Regions from separate parts of the Mus musculus genome. Here region 1 is linked to region 2. Evidence: chromatin contacts called from public Micro-C data. All regions are on one chromosome and are shown on one strand. Each heading gives the region's core, a stretch centred on a gene start, on an enhancer-like site or on the middle of the called end of the contact. The rest is flanking DNA. Distances are from core to core; before and after follow the strand shown.

What was found. A called contact is a pair of places that touch in the nucleus more often than the background predicts.
Region 1: a contact with region 2 is called in a Micro-C map of the HL-1 cell line, with 2.4 times the contacts expected there. The contact joins two enhancer-like sites. A contact is called at or near these places in 2 of 39 promoter capture datasets (liver and stem cell-derived epiblast-like cells), 2 of 15 datasets of contacts at CTCF or cohesin (large pre-B cells and pro-B cells), 41 of 484 Hi-C or Micro-C datasets (the AML12 cell line, B cells, the C10 cell line and 25 more) and 5 of 115 datasets of contacts at active chromatin or transcription factors (the NIH/3T3 cell line, astrocytes, bone marrow-derived macrophages and 2 more).

What each region holds. Positions count from the first base shown.
Region 1 is chr2:19,711,077-19,718,109 of GRCm38.p6, reverse strand. No RefSeq gene overlaps it. Among named protein-coding and RNA genes, the nearest start is that of Gm24670, 23 kb to the right of the region's middle. Within about 2 kb of position 1,504, at least 28 of the 459 cell types and tissues checked have an H3K27ac peak or open chromatin away from gene starts, as enhancers often do. A contact at or near this core is called in the HL-1 cell line, where this site is marked.
Region 2 is chr2:19,672,171-19,679,367 of GRCm38.p6, reverse strand. It overlaps the pseudogene Gm13347. Among named protein-coding and RNA genes, the nearest start is that of Gm24670, 16 kb to the left of the region's middle. Within about 2 kb of position 2,132, at least 3 of the 459 cell types and tissues checked have an H3K27ac peak or open chromatin away from gene starts, as enhancers often do. A contact at or near this core is called in the HL-1 cell line, where this site is marked.

The DNA.
Region 1 (7,033 bases), core at 255-2,754, 39 kb before region 2:
AGCATAGCTGTCTCCAGCCATTTCTGGCTACCGTGGAAGATGAGTTGGACCTTTTAATAAGTGAGCTTGGCTGAGGAGGAGGAGGATATTGCAGTTGATGTGTGCATACTGGATCATAAACAGCAGAGGGAGGCAGCCTTTGAGGCTTCAGTGCTGTCAAAGACTTGCTGGAGGTAAAACCCAAGACAAGAGCAAGACTGGTAGAGAATGATGACCAGAGACCAGCATGAGACTGAGAAAGGAAAGGAATGGTCTATAGCTGAGTGCAGATGAATATATCTGGGTGACCTGAGTCTTGCATGGATACATGAATTAGGAAAAGCATTGTAGATAATGGGGTACTCAGCCCAGATCCCCAACCCAGTCCCTGCAGAACCACTCTGTAAATTGATAGTCCTGACAGCCCTGAACTGACTCCTCCAGTGACCATCTGTAGCTGTAGGAACCATCTTGCTTAATGCTTCATGGTGTAACCCTTTCTATCCTTAGCCCCAACATTGGCTTGGCACTTCAACTGCCTGTCTCCTCACCCAGCCTCCCTGGCAGCCAATCTGAAGGATCATCAAAACTTCAGGACTCCTCCCAGCACTGCAGGATCCATTGAGACTCCTACTGGAACTTCACTTGCTCTTCTCTCAAACACTAGCGACTTTGAAAGCACCTGCCAGGAAGCCACCAGGGCTTGAGTCTCCCCTCTGGACCCTAGTGCGTGAAATCAAGGATACAGCAACAGGTGAGACTGATCCCGAGACCTTCAAGGTAGTTAGTGAGCCGGAGGCTGTGTGTAGGACAGGGGAGATGAAGAGATGTTTTCTCTCTAGGATCCTTTTCATCTTCAGAATTCCCAAGCTGGACTCATGGTTAGGACTCATATGGTTCAACAAACTGATGAGAGAAGAGGAAAATTAGTCATTCTGCCAGATTGTAAACAAAAGAACCACATAGGCAGAGCAATGTAACGCATTTCTTTTTTAGTTTGTTTGCTTTTCCATGCCATTCTAGTGAAGCGCAACCCTCCCAGAAATCCCACAGGAAGCAAACTCTTCCTTCCCTGGCACTGTCCCTGAGGCTTGCTTGTCCAGTGAACCATGACTGGAAGGGCATGTGCTACTTAGAATGAGTTCTCCTCTTTAATTATTTATGTGTATGTACATGGGTGTTTGCCCACATGTATCATGCATCATGTACAGTACCCGAGGATGTCAGAAGAGGGTGTCAGATCCCCTGGAGCTGATGTTGTAGCGGTTGTGAACTATCATGTGGATACTGGGAATGACACCTTGGTCCTGTGGAAGAGCAGCCAGGATTCCTAACCACAGAGTGATCTTTCTAACTCCAAATGAGAGTTTTAGAAGCTACCACCATGGTTCCATTTTCTCTGATACCTCTTCCCTAAACCAACAACATTCCAGAGAAAGACCCGCTTGTCAGAACTGACTCCTAAAAACCATGTTATGAGTGAGCAATGACCCTTAGGAGAAAGCCACTGACGGTTTTCTATTACTCAATACTGCAGAATATCGGCACACGTGAGTCAGCCACCCGGGCACTCAAGATGGCCACTAAAGTCCAAAAAGATTCAAACCAATGGGCTGTGTGCCAAGAAAACTTAATTTTAAAAAATCAGATGATTGGGAAGCCCCTGTTATTAAGATATTTTTAAAATAGCCATTTGCTAAAAAGTCTGTTGTCAATTGCCTAAGATCACATCTTTGCTAATTTTGCTTATCAACTTCTGTGAATTTCGTTTTAAAATTGACCAAGGGTGAACTTTAATGCATTTGTTTGCTGATCCTATTTATTTAAGAAAAGTTTAAGTAGGTGAAAGGTCATATGGTGGCATGGTTTTTATTTCTTGGGGGAGGAGGGAGGCAAACTAGAAATGGCATCTGCCTAGAACGCTCAAGAGCAATTTAGATGATGAGAGAATTAGAGAGGGAAAACATCAAAGGCGGAATCGGAAAGGGACCTAGAGAACAGGAAATGCAACAAACAGAACTTGTATTCCGGAGCAATTGACTTATGGCAGCTGTTCCCAACATCAAAACCAGAGAACAAGCTTGTCCTCTACTGCCACCTTCAGGCCCTCCAGAGTCCTGACTCGCTTTGTACAGTTTGCAGTCATAAGTTTAGATTGCCCAGGTTGCAACCCCTGTGGGAGCTATTTCTACTTTTTATTTTAGCTACATCTTGCTGGAATCCACAGAAGTTTAAGAATAGCGGAACTTGTGTAAATGATCTTGACAGGTGAAAAATGAGATCAAAGAATGAGAATGCTTTAAGGAGATTTGAATGTTGGCAACGAGAAGCCCGCAAGCCGAGCTGGGGGCGGGGCTTCCTAGGACAGAGGTATTTTGGAGATGGATCACTGTTCTGTCAGCTGCCTGACAGGCTTTTGTGATTATGAGCGGGATCTGGAGGTGTAGAATGCAAATAAAATTACAGAATGGCAAATTTCTGGGTAGATCTAGAATAGGTCTGACTGAGCCTTGCATTTACCCAGCATAGCCAGTGACTTGGTGGCAATAAGATCACAGAGATATAACCTTGGCATGCATTAAACAGATCCACTCTCTCTGCATTGCACATAACTATTGAACAGTTCGTGTTCACTAAGAGCAACGTAAGCTAGAAATGTTGTTTTCATTATTGTAAATACAGCATGTTAGCAAATTAGCTCCCAAAAATATACTCAATGGATGCATGTTAAATTGAATTTCCTTTCATGTCAAAAGGCAGAATTTTCAAAGTATAAGTAACCGAGAATTTACTGACTGAAGCTCAAGAACACACCATTTTCTGGAGACAGTTGGAGAGCCTCCTGTTGGCTATGCTTCCGACCTAAAGACACCCTTCTTCACTTCAGTACACTGTTTGAATTCTTCTACTTACCAAGACTCCAATGAATCAGTCAAAGATTGGTGTTAATCACTAGGGTGGTAGGTTCCTTTAGTTACACACTGATTCCAGAATGGAGACTTTAAGTCTTCCTAAGTTGATGTGTTTGTTGCCTGGTACTGAATTCATCAATATCCTTCAATGGTATCTACTTCTGGCAGGACATCCCTGGTCCAGTAGTAGGTGACAGAGCAGCCATACTCCAGGTGTCAATTGTGATATATAACATCTAAGTTATTCAGACAATGAAAATGCCTTTGCCGTGCCTGGCAGGAACCAATTAATAAATCAAGGTGTTTTTTTTTCACATTTATCTTTATGTGTGCAGATTTCATACATACTGGTGCCATAGTGTGTGTCTGGAAGTCAGAGAGCAAGTGGTAGAAGTAGGCTGTTTTCTTCCAACATCTGGGTCCCAGAGATCAAGATTAGGTCATCAGGGTAGGCAAAATTGCCTATACTCACTGAGCCATTGTGATGGGCCCAGGAACAACTTCTTAATTGCCTCTTTAACCCAGTCACTTAGTAGACTCTAAGTGTTTTTAAATGAATTATTCATTCATTGATGGATTATGGAGTTACAGAAATTACAAATTCAATTCTAGGAAACATGGTAATGTCTCAATTCTGCTAGTCAGTTCAACCATGGGAAAAGCATGGTGTTTTCACTGGACTTGGCTGTGGGCCCTGGGACACCCTGGGCACTGTGAGAAATGTCAGAGATTCTACAGAATGCAGTGATAGGTGTCTGCCCTTCTGCCTTTGTCCTCATCTGTGTTGTTATTGCCATAACAGCATAGCCTAATGAGGTGGTTAATCTGGATTTTCAATGCAATGGGATTTATATTCATCATAGAAACAAACCTCTGAGCATGTCTGTGAGGGAGTTTCTAGATTGGATTAATTAGGGAAGACCCACCCTAAATGTGGGTGGCACCAGCCCATGGGCTGAGGTCCTGGGGTGAATAGATAAGAGAGAGGGAACCAAGCACCAGCTTTCCTCGTGCTCTGCTGTCTGACTGAAGATACAGTGTGACCCGTTGCCTCAAGTTTCTGCTGTCATGTCTTCCCTGCCAATGGTGGACTATATCACCTCAAACTGTGAACCAAATTAAGTGTACCCCCCGCCCCAGTTGCTTCCCACTACATATTTGGTCACAGCAATAAGACAAGTAACTGAGATACCTGGTACCTGGCTAGTTAGGGTTTTTTGTTTTTGTTTTGTTTTGTTTTGTTTTGTTGGGTTTTTGTTGTTTTTGTTTTTGTTTGTTGGTTAGGTTTTTCTGTTTTTTGTGTTTTGTTTTGTTTTTCTATTTTGTTTTTTGTTGTTGTTGTTGCTGTTGTTGTTTTTGTTAGCTTGACACAAGCCAGAGTTATTTTGGAAGGAGTTTTAACTGAGAGAGTGCCTCAATAAGATTGACCTAGAAAATAGGGAAGCAGACTACCCAGGCCTGACCTGGGGCACAAGCCCCTTCCGCTCCACTCGAGCCCCAGGGTACCTTGCCAGGGGAGTCGCCCGACACCTGCAAGGGCCCACACAGGATTCCCCACGGGATCCTAAGACCTCTGGTGAGTGGAACTCAGCGCCTGCCCCAATCCAATCGCGAGGAACCTGAGACTGCGGGAAATAGGGAAGCAGACTACCCGGGCCTGACCTGGGGCACAAGCCCCTTCCACTCCACTCGAGCCCCGGGGTACCTTGCCAGCGGAGTCGCCCGACACCCGCAAGGGCCCCCACGGGATCCTAAGACCTCTGGTGAGTGGAACACAGCGTCTGCCAGGAGGCCGGTTCGAACACCAGATATCTGGGTACCTTCCCTGCAAGAAGAGAGCTTGCCTGCAGAGAATACTCTGCCCACTGAAACTAAGGAGAGAGCTACCCTCCCAGGTCTGCTTATAGAGGCTAACAGAGTCACCTGAAGAACAAGCTCTTAACAGAGACAACTATAACAGCTAGCTTCAGAGATTACCAGATGGCGAAAGGCAAACGTAAGAATCCTACAAACAGAAATCAAGACCACTCACCATCATCAGAACGCAGCACTCCCACCCCACCTAGTCCTGGGCACCCCAACACAATGGAAAATCTAGACCCAGATTTAAAAACATTTCTCATGATGATGATAGAGGACATCAAGAAGGACTTTCATAAGTCACTTAAAGAATTAAAGGAGAGCACTGCTAAAGAGTTACAGGCCCTTAAAGAAAAGCAGGAAAACACAACCAAACAGGTAGAAGTCCTTAAAGAAAAACAGGAAAACACATCCAAACAGGTGATGGAAATGAACAAAACCATACTAGAACTAAAAAGGGAAGTAGACACAATAAAGAAAACCCAAAGCAAGGCAACGCTGGAGATAGAAGCCCTAGGAAAGAGATCTGGAACCATAGATGCGAGCATCAGCAACAGAATACAAGAAATGGAAGAGAGAATCTCAGGTGCAGAAGATTTCATAGAGAACATCGACACAACAGTCAAAGAAAATACAAAATGCAAAAGGATCCTAACTCAAAACATCCAGGAAATCCAGGACACAATGAGAAGACCAAACCTACGGATAATAAGAATTGATTAGAATGAAGATTTTCAACTTAAAGGGCCAGCTAATATCTTCAACAAAATAATAGAAGAAAACTTCCCAAACATAAAGAAAGAGATGCCCATGATCATACAAGAAGCCTACAGAACTCCAAATAGACTGGACCAGAAAAGAAATTCCTCCCGACACATAATAATCAGAACAACAAATGCACTAAATAAAGATAGAATATTAAAAGCAGTAAGGGAGAAAGGTCAAGTAACATATAAAGGAAGGCCTATCAGAATTACACCAGATTTTTCACCAGAGACTATGAAAGCCAGAAGAGCCTGGACAGATGTTATACACACACTAAGAGAACACAAATGCCAGCCCAGGCTACTATACCCGGCCAAATTCTCAAATACTATAGATGGAGAAATCAAAGTATTCCACGACAAAACCAAATTCACACATTATCTTTCCACGAATCCAGCCCTTCAAAGGATAATAACAGAAAAGAAGCAATACAAGGACGGAAATCACGCCCTAGAAAAAGCAAGAAAGTAATCCCTCAACAAACCAAAAAGAAGACAGCCACAAGAACAGAATGCCAACTCTAACAACAAAAATAAAAGGAAGCAACAATTACTTTTCCTTAATATCTCTTAATATCAATGGACTCAATTCCCCAATAAAAAGACATAGACTAACAGACTGGCTACACAAACAGGACCCGACATTCTGCTGCTTACAGGAAACCCATCTCAGGGAAAAAGACAGACACTACCTCAGAGTGAAAGGCTGGAAAACAATTTTCCAAGCAAATGGTCTGAAGAAACAAGCTGGAGTAGCCATCCTAATATCGGATAAAATCGACTTCCAACCCAAAGTTATCAAAAAAGACAAGGAGGGACACTTCATACTCATCAAAGGTAAAATCCTCCAAGAGGAACTCTCAATTCTGAATATCTATGCTCCAAATGCAAGGGCAGCCACATTCATTAAAGACACTTTAGTAAAGCTCAAAGCACACATTGCACCTCACACAATAATAGTGGGAGACTTCAACACACCACTTTCATCAATGGACAGATCGTGGAAACAGAAACTAAACAGGGACACAGGGAAACTAACAGAAGTTATGAAACAAATGGACCTGACAGATATCTACAGAACATTTTATCCTAAAACAAAAGGATATACCTTCTTCTCAGCACCTCACGGGACTTTCTCCAAAATTGACCATATAATTGGTCACAAAACAGGCCTCAACAGATACAAAAATATTGAAATTGTCCCATGTATCCTATCAGACCGCCATGGCCTAAGATTGATCTTCAATAACAACATAAATAATGGAAAGCCAACATTCACGTGGAAACTGAACAACACTCTTCTCAATGATACCTTGGTCAAGGAAGGAATAAAGAAAGAAATTAAAGACTTTTTAGAGTTTATGAAAATGAAGCCACAACGTACCCAAACCTATGGGACACAATGAAAGCATTTCTAAGAGGGAAACTCATAGCTCTGAGTGCCGCCAAGAAGAAACGGGAGAGAGCACATACTAGCAGCTTGACAACACATCTAAAAGCTCTAGAAAAAAAGGAAGC
Region 2 (7,197 bases), core at 883-3,382:
ATTACACATATGATATTTTAAATTTAGATGTTAGCACCCCTGACTCCGAATGTACTAATCTTGCATGGGCTGAATGACTACCCAGGTGCAGGGAGCCGTCGGCATCAGGGGTAAGGCTTCCCCTTGATGGCATGAGAGAGTGGCAGAAAGCAGGAAAAGCATGGCAGAACTGAGAAACCCTTTAGACCAGGGGTCCTCAGCCTTCCTAATGCTACCACCCTTTGATGCAGTTCCTTGTGTTGTGGTGACTGCCAACCATCAAATTATTTTTGGTGCTACACCATAACAGTAATTTTGCCACTTTTTTCCTGTAAACACCTTTTATTCAGTTAGCCACACTAGCAGGCAATTTTTCCACACCAGAAAGGAGTCATGACTTGATTTTTCCTGCTTCCAAAATGTTTATCAAATCCTGTGTCTCCCAACAAATGAAACATCCATTGTCTGTGAGACTCGCTCTGGGGAATGGAGGTGAGTCTCCAGTCTGTATGCACCATGAGCAGGAATGTCAGTCTTTCCTCCTCTTCTTTACATATCTATTCCTCCTAAAGTATCATTCCAGAAAACTGGGAATGAACGACTACAAGGTCAAGGGAGGAAAGGAGGTTGGGACGCACACACCATGAACACAAACGAAATGAAAATTGTACAAAAGCAGTTTATAGTGGACTACTCTGAGACACCAAAGGCTGGTTGAAGGAATTAGCCATTTTGCAGGAGCCGGGGCTGTGTGCTGTGTGTAGATCTGAGCCAAGCAATTCACACTGACTTGGGGTTATAATCCCCCTGCCCATGCCTAAGTCTGGTTTCTGCATCATGCCTCCACAGGGGCCTCTCATCCCACCACTCGGCACACCATGGGGGGCTTTAGGTCCCGAAGGCAGTTATCCCTGCAGTCGCCTTTTGTAGGAGCTCAAGACTTCTTCTCTTCCACATTCATGCACGCAGCGCTTCGGAACATGATGGGCCTATTATTAAAGACCTTCTGAACAGGTTCAGAGCCATCAAACAACAAAACCGCAATTGGGTAACTTCCCTCCACTGTTGATGTGCAGCTCCATCACGTTCCCATATTTTTGGAAAAAATCCTTCAGTTCCACATGTCAACCTCATGAGCTGTCAGGGTGCCTCACCATCCTTCAAAGTTCCACATCTCCTGGTTTACCAGCCTCACAAATTGATCAGGGTCCTCTCTGAGGAGGGATATTGATCCATTGTTCTCGAACTCTCTGATCTCTCTGAGGCCTTTGTGGTGGGATCTGAGAGTCAGGTTTAGATTCTGGACGGGGCTGTAATACTGGCACTTTGACCACATGAGGTGGTGTCCCTGTCACTGGAACAGCCCCACTGGGAGGTAGTTCTTACTAGTCACAGATGCCAAAAATAAAATGCCCTCACGTCCTCCTGTGCTGGGACCATGTCTGCCAGGGCCTAAGAAGCGCTGTTCTGCGCATCCTCAGGAGCAGCTTCTTCCAATGCAGCCTCAGGTTTGTCCTCTTCAATGTCGGTCGGGCACAAGTTCTGGCTCCGTCTCTGGTTCCAGTTCCACAGCAGGGTCCTCTAAATGTTCCTCCAAGTCATTACTGACAGTCTGATCATAGAAAGTTCAGGAATCAGGCACCACCTCTGGTGTCTTCTGTCTTTCTTTGGGTTCCTCTACGTCTTCCTCGGATTCCTCTTGAGGATCTGTGACAAAGCCACTGAAGAGCTCATCTTGTTATTTGAAGTTGTCGTTGTGAACATAGAATTTGTTGGCAACAGAGCCCTCAGGAGCAAGGACAAAGGTTTGTGTGAACCTCCGCAGAGCCTGGTTGTTGTTGGACAGTAGCCCCATCACTTGGACCACCACCCGGTCATTCAGAGTTGCTTGAGCATCCATATGGTGGATCTTGGTGTGGCAGTTTGGTGATGTTTTGTGACATCACTTTCCTATGGATTTCCTTCTGCCCGTAGATGGCACCTGCTGGCTTCCCATTGGAATCAAAGCCCCCATGGGTATAGGAAGAGTTATTTCAATAAAATCTGTGTAGCATGTCCATGGCCTGGTTCAGCAGGGTATAGTACTATCACACAAACTCCCTCCCAACCAGCATGTGACTAGGCATCTCCATAACCATTGCTTTGGTGGAATCAACCTATGTGGCTGAGTCAGAGGAGAAGGTTGCTGTGTGGGAGGAGGTGGTGGCATCCCTACTATTATGAATTGTAATGTAAATATTTTTGAAACTGGATGTTTACCAAAGAGGTCATGACACACTGGTTGAGAATTACTGTTTTAGACCAATTTAAATGATGAAGAAACCAAAGTTCAGGAGATCCTGGTTGATTCCTAGTAGAAAAAAACATGGCAACCCAGTACTGAGTCCAAGGCTCTTCAGGTCTCAGCACAAAAGTCACACAATGGATGCGCAATGCCCGCCACAGGTCCCTGGGAACTCTTGGTCCCCAGCTGGAGGCACTCTTTTGAAAGGCTGACTGGTTAGCCTTATAGGTTAAATAAAGCATGGCTCTGGTTCCCACCCCAGCTGTAAACCCCACATCCCCATCTTATCTTTCCATGGCCCTGGTCTCCTCCTCAGCTGTAAGCTCTCCCCACCCCTATGCAACTCCTCTAAAGCTTCCAGGCAAAATAAACGCTTCTTTAAGTTGCTTCTTTCAAGAACTCTGTCAGAGCTGTGAGAAAAGTAATATACTTGAGCAACAAAAGAAGATACTTGTATTTATTGGTATTTTTAATTCTACAAAAAAAGCTCAAAGCTATATCTTAAGCCAAGTATGCTGCACCAAGAAAGGTCACTCCCTTATTCTAAAACTGAGTTCTTTAGTCTGTGGTCATCTTTATCATTCCTAATTTGCATCCCTCTTCCTGTTAAGACCTGTCTGTAACATAGCCTCGTTCTACAGGGAAAAGCTTCTCCAGGGTCAGTTTCTCAATCACCAGCTCTCAGGTACTTAATGAGTTGCTATCACTAGAAAACAAACAAAAACCAAAAACAATTTTGCAGGGAATGAGCAAGCTATTCTAGACCTTTTTCTCTATCTCCATTTATGATTTAAGTACCTCCATATCCAAGCCTACTTTATGATATGCACATCAGAAGCTTGAATCTCACCATACTTAACTGTAGACAGATCAAGACTTGCCTCCTACCACACACAATGTCTCAGTTATCTCATTTAAAGTAGTTCACACTGGTACATGAATTAATGTCTTTTTTTTCTTTTTTTCTTTTATTGGATATTTTATTTATATTTCTAATGTTATCCCCTTTCCTGGTTTCCCCTCCAAAAAAAAACCCTCCCCCTTATTCCCTCCCTGTTCCCCCTGCTCACTAACCCACCCACTCCTGCCTCCTGGCCTTGGCATTCCCCAACACTGGGGCATAGAGCCTTCATAGGACAAAGAGTCTCTCCTCCCATTGATGTCCTACTCGGCCATCCTCTGTTGCATATGCAGCTGGAGCCATAAGTACCAACATATGTGCTCTTTGGTTGGTGGTTTAGTCCCTGGGAGCTCTGGGGGTCCTGGCTAGTTCATATTGTTGTTCTTCTTATGGGGTTGCAAACCCCTTTAGCTCTTTAGGTCCTTTCTCTAGCTCCTTCATTGGGAACCCTATGCTCAGTCCAATTGATGACTATGAGCATCCACTTCTGTATTAGTCAGGCACTGGCAGAGTCTCTCAGGAGAGAACTATATCAGGCTCCTGTCAACAAGCACTTATTGACATCTACAACAGTGTCTGGGTTTGGTGATTGTATATGAGATAGATCCCCAGGTGAGTCAGTCTCTGGATGGTCTTTCCTTCAGTCTCTACTCCACACTATGTCTCTGTAACTCCTTCCATGGGTGTTTTGTTCCCCATTTCTAAGATGGATCAAAGTATCCACACTTTGGTCTTCCTTCATCTTGAGTTTCATGTGGCTTGTGAATTGTATCTTGGGTATTCTAATCTCCTGGGCTTCTGGGCTTCTGGGATAATATCCACTTATCAGTGAGTGCATATCATGTGTATTCTTTTGTGATTGGGTTACCTCACTCAGAATGATATCCTCCAGATCCATCTATTTGCCAACGAATTTCATAAATTCATTGTTTTTAATAACTGAGTAGTACTCCATTGTATAAATGTACCACATTTTCTGTATACATTCCTCTGTTGAGGGACATCTGGATTCTTTCCAGCTTCTGGCTGCTATGAACATAGTGGAGCATTTGTCCTTATTACATGTTGGAGCATCTTCTGGGTATATGCCCAGGAGTGGTATAGCTGGGTCCTCAGGTAGTACTATGTCCAATTTTCTAAGGAACCACCAAACTGATTTCCAGAGTAGTTGTACCAGCTTGCAATCCCACCAACAATGGAGGAGTGTTCCTCTTTCTCCACATCCTTGCCAGCATCTGCTGTCACCTGAATTTTTGATCTTAGCCATTCTGACTGGTGCAAGGTAGAATCTCAGGGTTGTTTTGATTTCCATTTCCCTGATGACTAAGGATATTGAAGATTTTTTTTAAGGTGCTTCTCAGCTATTCGGTGTTCCTCAGTTGAGAATTCTTTGTTTAGCTCTGTACCTCATTTTTAATAGAGTTATTTGTTTCTCTGGAGTCTGACTTCTTGAGTTCTTTATATATATTGGATATTAGCCCCTTATCAGATTTAGGATTGGTGAATATCTTTTCCCAATCTGTTGGTTGCCTTTTTGTCTTATTGACAGTGTCCTTTGCCTTACAGACGCTTTGTAATTTTATGAGGTCCCATTTGTTGATTCTTGATCTCAACACTAAAAGAACCTCTGGTGGAATCACCATCCCTGACCTCAAGCTGTACTACAGAGCAACTGTGAAAAAAAAAAACTGCATGGCATTGGTATGACAGGCAGGTAGATTAATGGAATAGAATTAAAGACCCAGAAATGAACCCACACACCTATGGTCACTTGATCTTTGACAAAGGAACTAAAACCATCCAGTGGAAAAAAGACAGCATTTTCAACAAATGGTGCTGGCTCAACAGGCAGTTAGCATGTAAAGGAAGGCAAGTTGATCCATTCCTATCTCCTTGTTCACAGCTCAAGTCCAAGTGAACCAAGGACCTTCACATAAAACCAGATACACTGAAACTTATAGAAGAGAAAATGAGGAAGAACCTTGAACATATGGGCACAGGGGAAAAATTCCTGAACAGAACACCAACGGCTTGTGATGTAAGATCAAGAATCAACAAATGGTACCTCAAAAAAATTGCAAAAAATTAAAGTCTTTTATTACTGTGCCATAGCATTAAGAACAACATCGAACTAAAATTTGGGATGTGGGGCTTTTGAGAACCTGTAATGTTATTTTTATGCTATAGCTGTTATGTCACAGTTTAAAATGAAAAACAGCAATTCCCACTACAGCCCTCTCATTCCCTAAGCGTAAGCCCACTCCTGTACCCTTTACTCTGGTATTTTGTTACACATCTAACTGATGTGCATATCTTTTGTTATGTTATAGTTATGTGAGTTTATGTTTAGTGTTATTATAAATATAAATGTAGTTTGATAATAACATGTAAATGTTATTTTATAGAAATATTAAAATATTTGGGTTTTACTTTTAGACATTAAAAAATGTTTATATATTTGTTGATGTGTGTCTATGTGTGGATGGATGGATGTGTGTGGGTTCCATGAGTGCATGTGGGACTCAGAGGACCACTTGCAGACAATGATTCTCTCCTTTGACCATGTAGGTCCCAGGGATTGAACTCAGGTCTTCAGGCTTGATAGCAAGCACCTTTGCCTCCTGAGCCACCTTAGCTGACCATGCTTCTAAAACTGAAAATTAAGAATTTAACCTTCTTGCTTTCTCCGTGTATGTATACAAGCATGAATCACTTGTAGTCTCCACATATCGTTGGGGGATTTCATCATTGCATGAACTCAGAGAATGGATTTATGCAACCTGGAAGGTTATATATAGGTCTCTTCCTTCAAATAGTTACTACACTAGCCGCAGTTAATAATTTGACTGCTGTAGTGAATATCTTTAAATCAATGTCCCACAGGTTGGGTGTCATTCCTCCAAGGCAGAACTGAGAACATATTTATTCTGCGGCTGAGGATAGGGTGAAATTTGTCACCTAAGTTGTTCCAATGACACATACCTCTGCAAAACATCAGAAGTGTACATGAGAAAGTCGTTATTTGCTGAATGTCTCTGGGTGAACGAGAGACTACACCACAGCTTCACCACAGCTGCCAAGGACACAGGATCACTGTGCCAGGTACCAGTGCATCCCCGAAAGGGTCTTTGGGTAGAGACCCTGAGAATGTGCTGTAAACATTCAAGTCCTTTCTCACCAGAACAGGCTATAAATAATCTGAGCAATTTAAAGTCACTTTATTGTCGGTGCCCGCTTTAACTACAGAGTCTGCTGTTTCTGATTAAGAATAGTGAATGAAAAATAAATAAATATAAAGAACCTGACTGCTCCTAGGTTTGATGGAGAAAGTTCATTGTAGATAAAAGAGAGAGCATAGCCAGAGGCAGAGTCATCTGGGAGAGGCCAGAGTGGACATGACCCTTGGCCACGTGAGGGGAGGGAAGAGGGTACAGGAGAGAGGAGAGAGGGAACCAGGTGCAGCAGTCAAGACGCAAGATGGCAAACAGTAAAAAACAAACAAACAACAAACAAAAGAAGAAAAAAAAAACAGGTGGGAGAGCAGCAGATAACCAAAACCAAAAGGGCTAGACTACCTAAGGAAGACCCTCTGGCTCTGGGAGGAGAACAGCCCAATCCCGGGGCTGGAGAGTTGGTGTGGGTAGAAGGGCAGGGTATATCAGCCATGCCCTGTAATAGGTAGGGATTGAGGGTTAATGAGAGAGCCTGGCAGCCAGATCCACTCTGCTATGTTAAATAGGCACCCCAGTCATTTGTCCCAGGGTTTGAGATGTAGGGAATTCTAAGTGAGATCACTGAACACATAATTAACAGTTGGAACCATTGTTTCCTCGGAATTTGCAAGACAGTAGTCTGCCATCTTTTCATCCTTTCCATCTTGTATTAGTCAGCTCACTATTACCATAGCAAAGCACCTGAGATAATCAACGTAGAAAGAGGAGAGCTGTATTTTAGGGGACAGGCTTAGAGCTTTCAGTTCACAGTCAATTGGCCTTGTTGCTTTTGAACTTGTTTGTGGTACGCCAGATCTTAC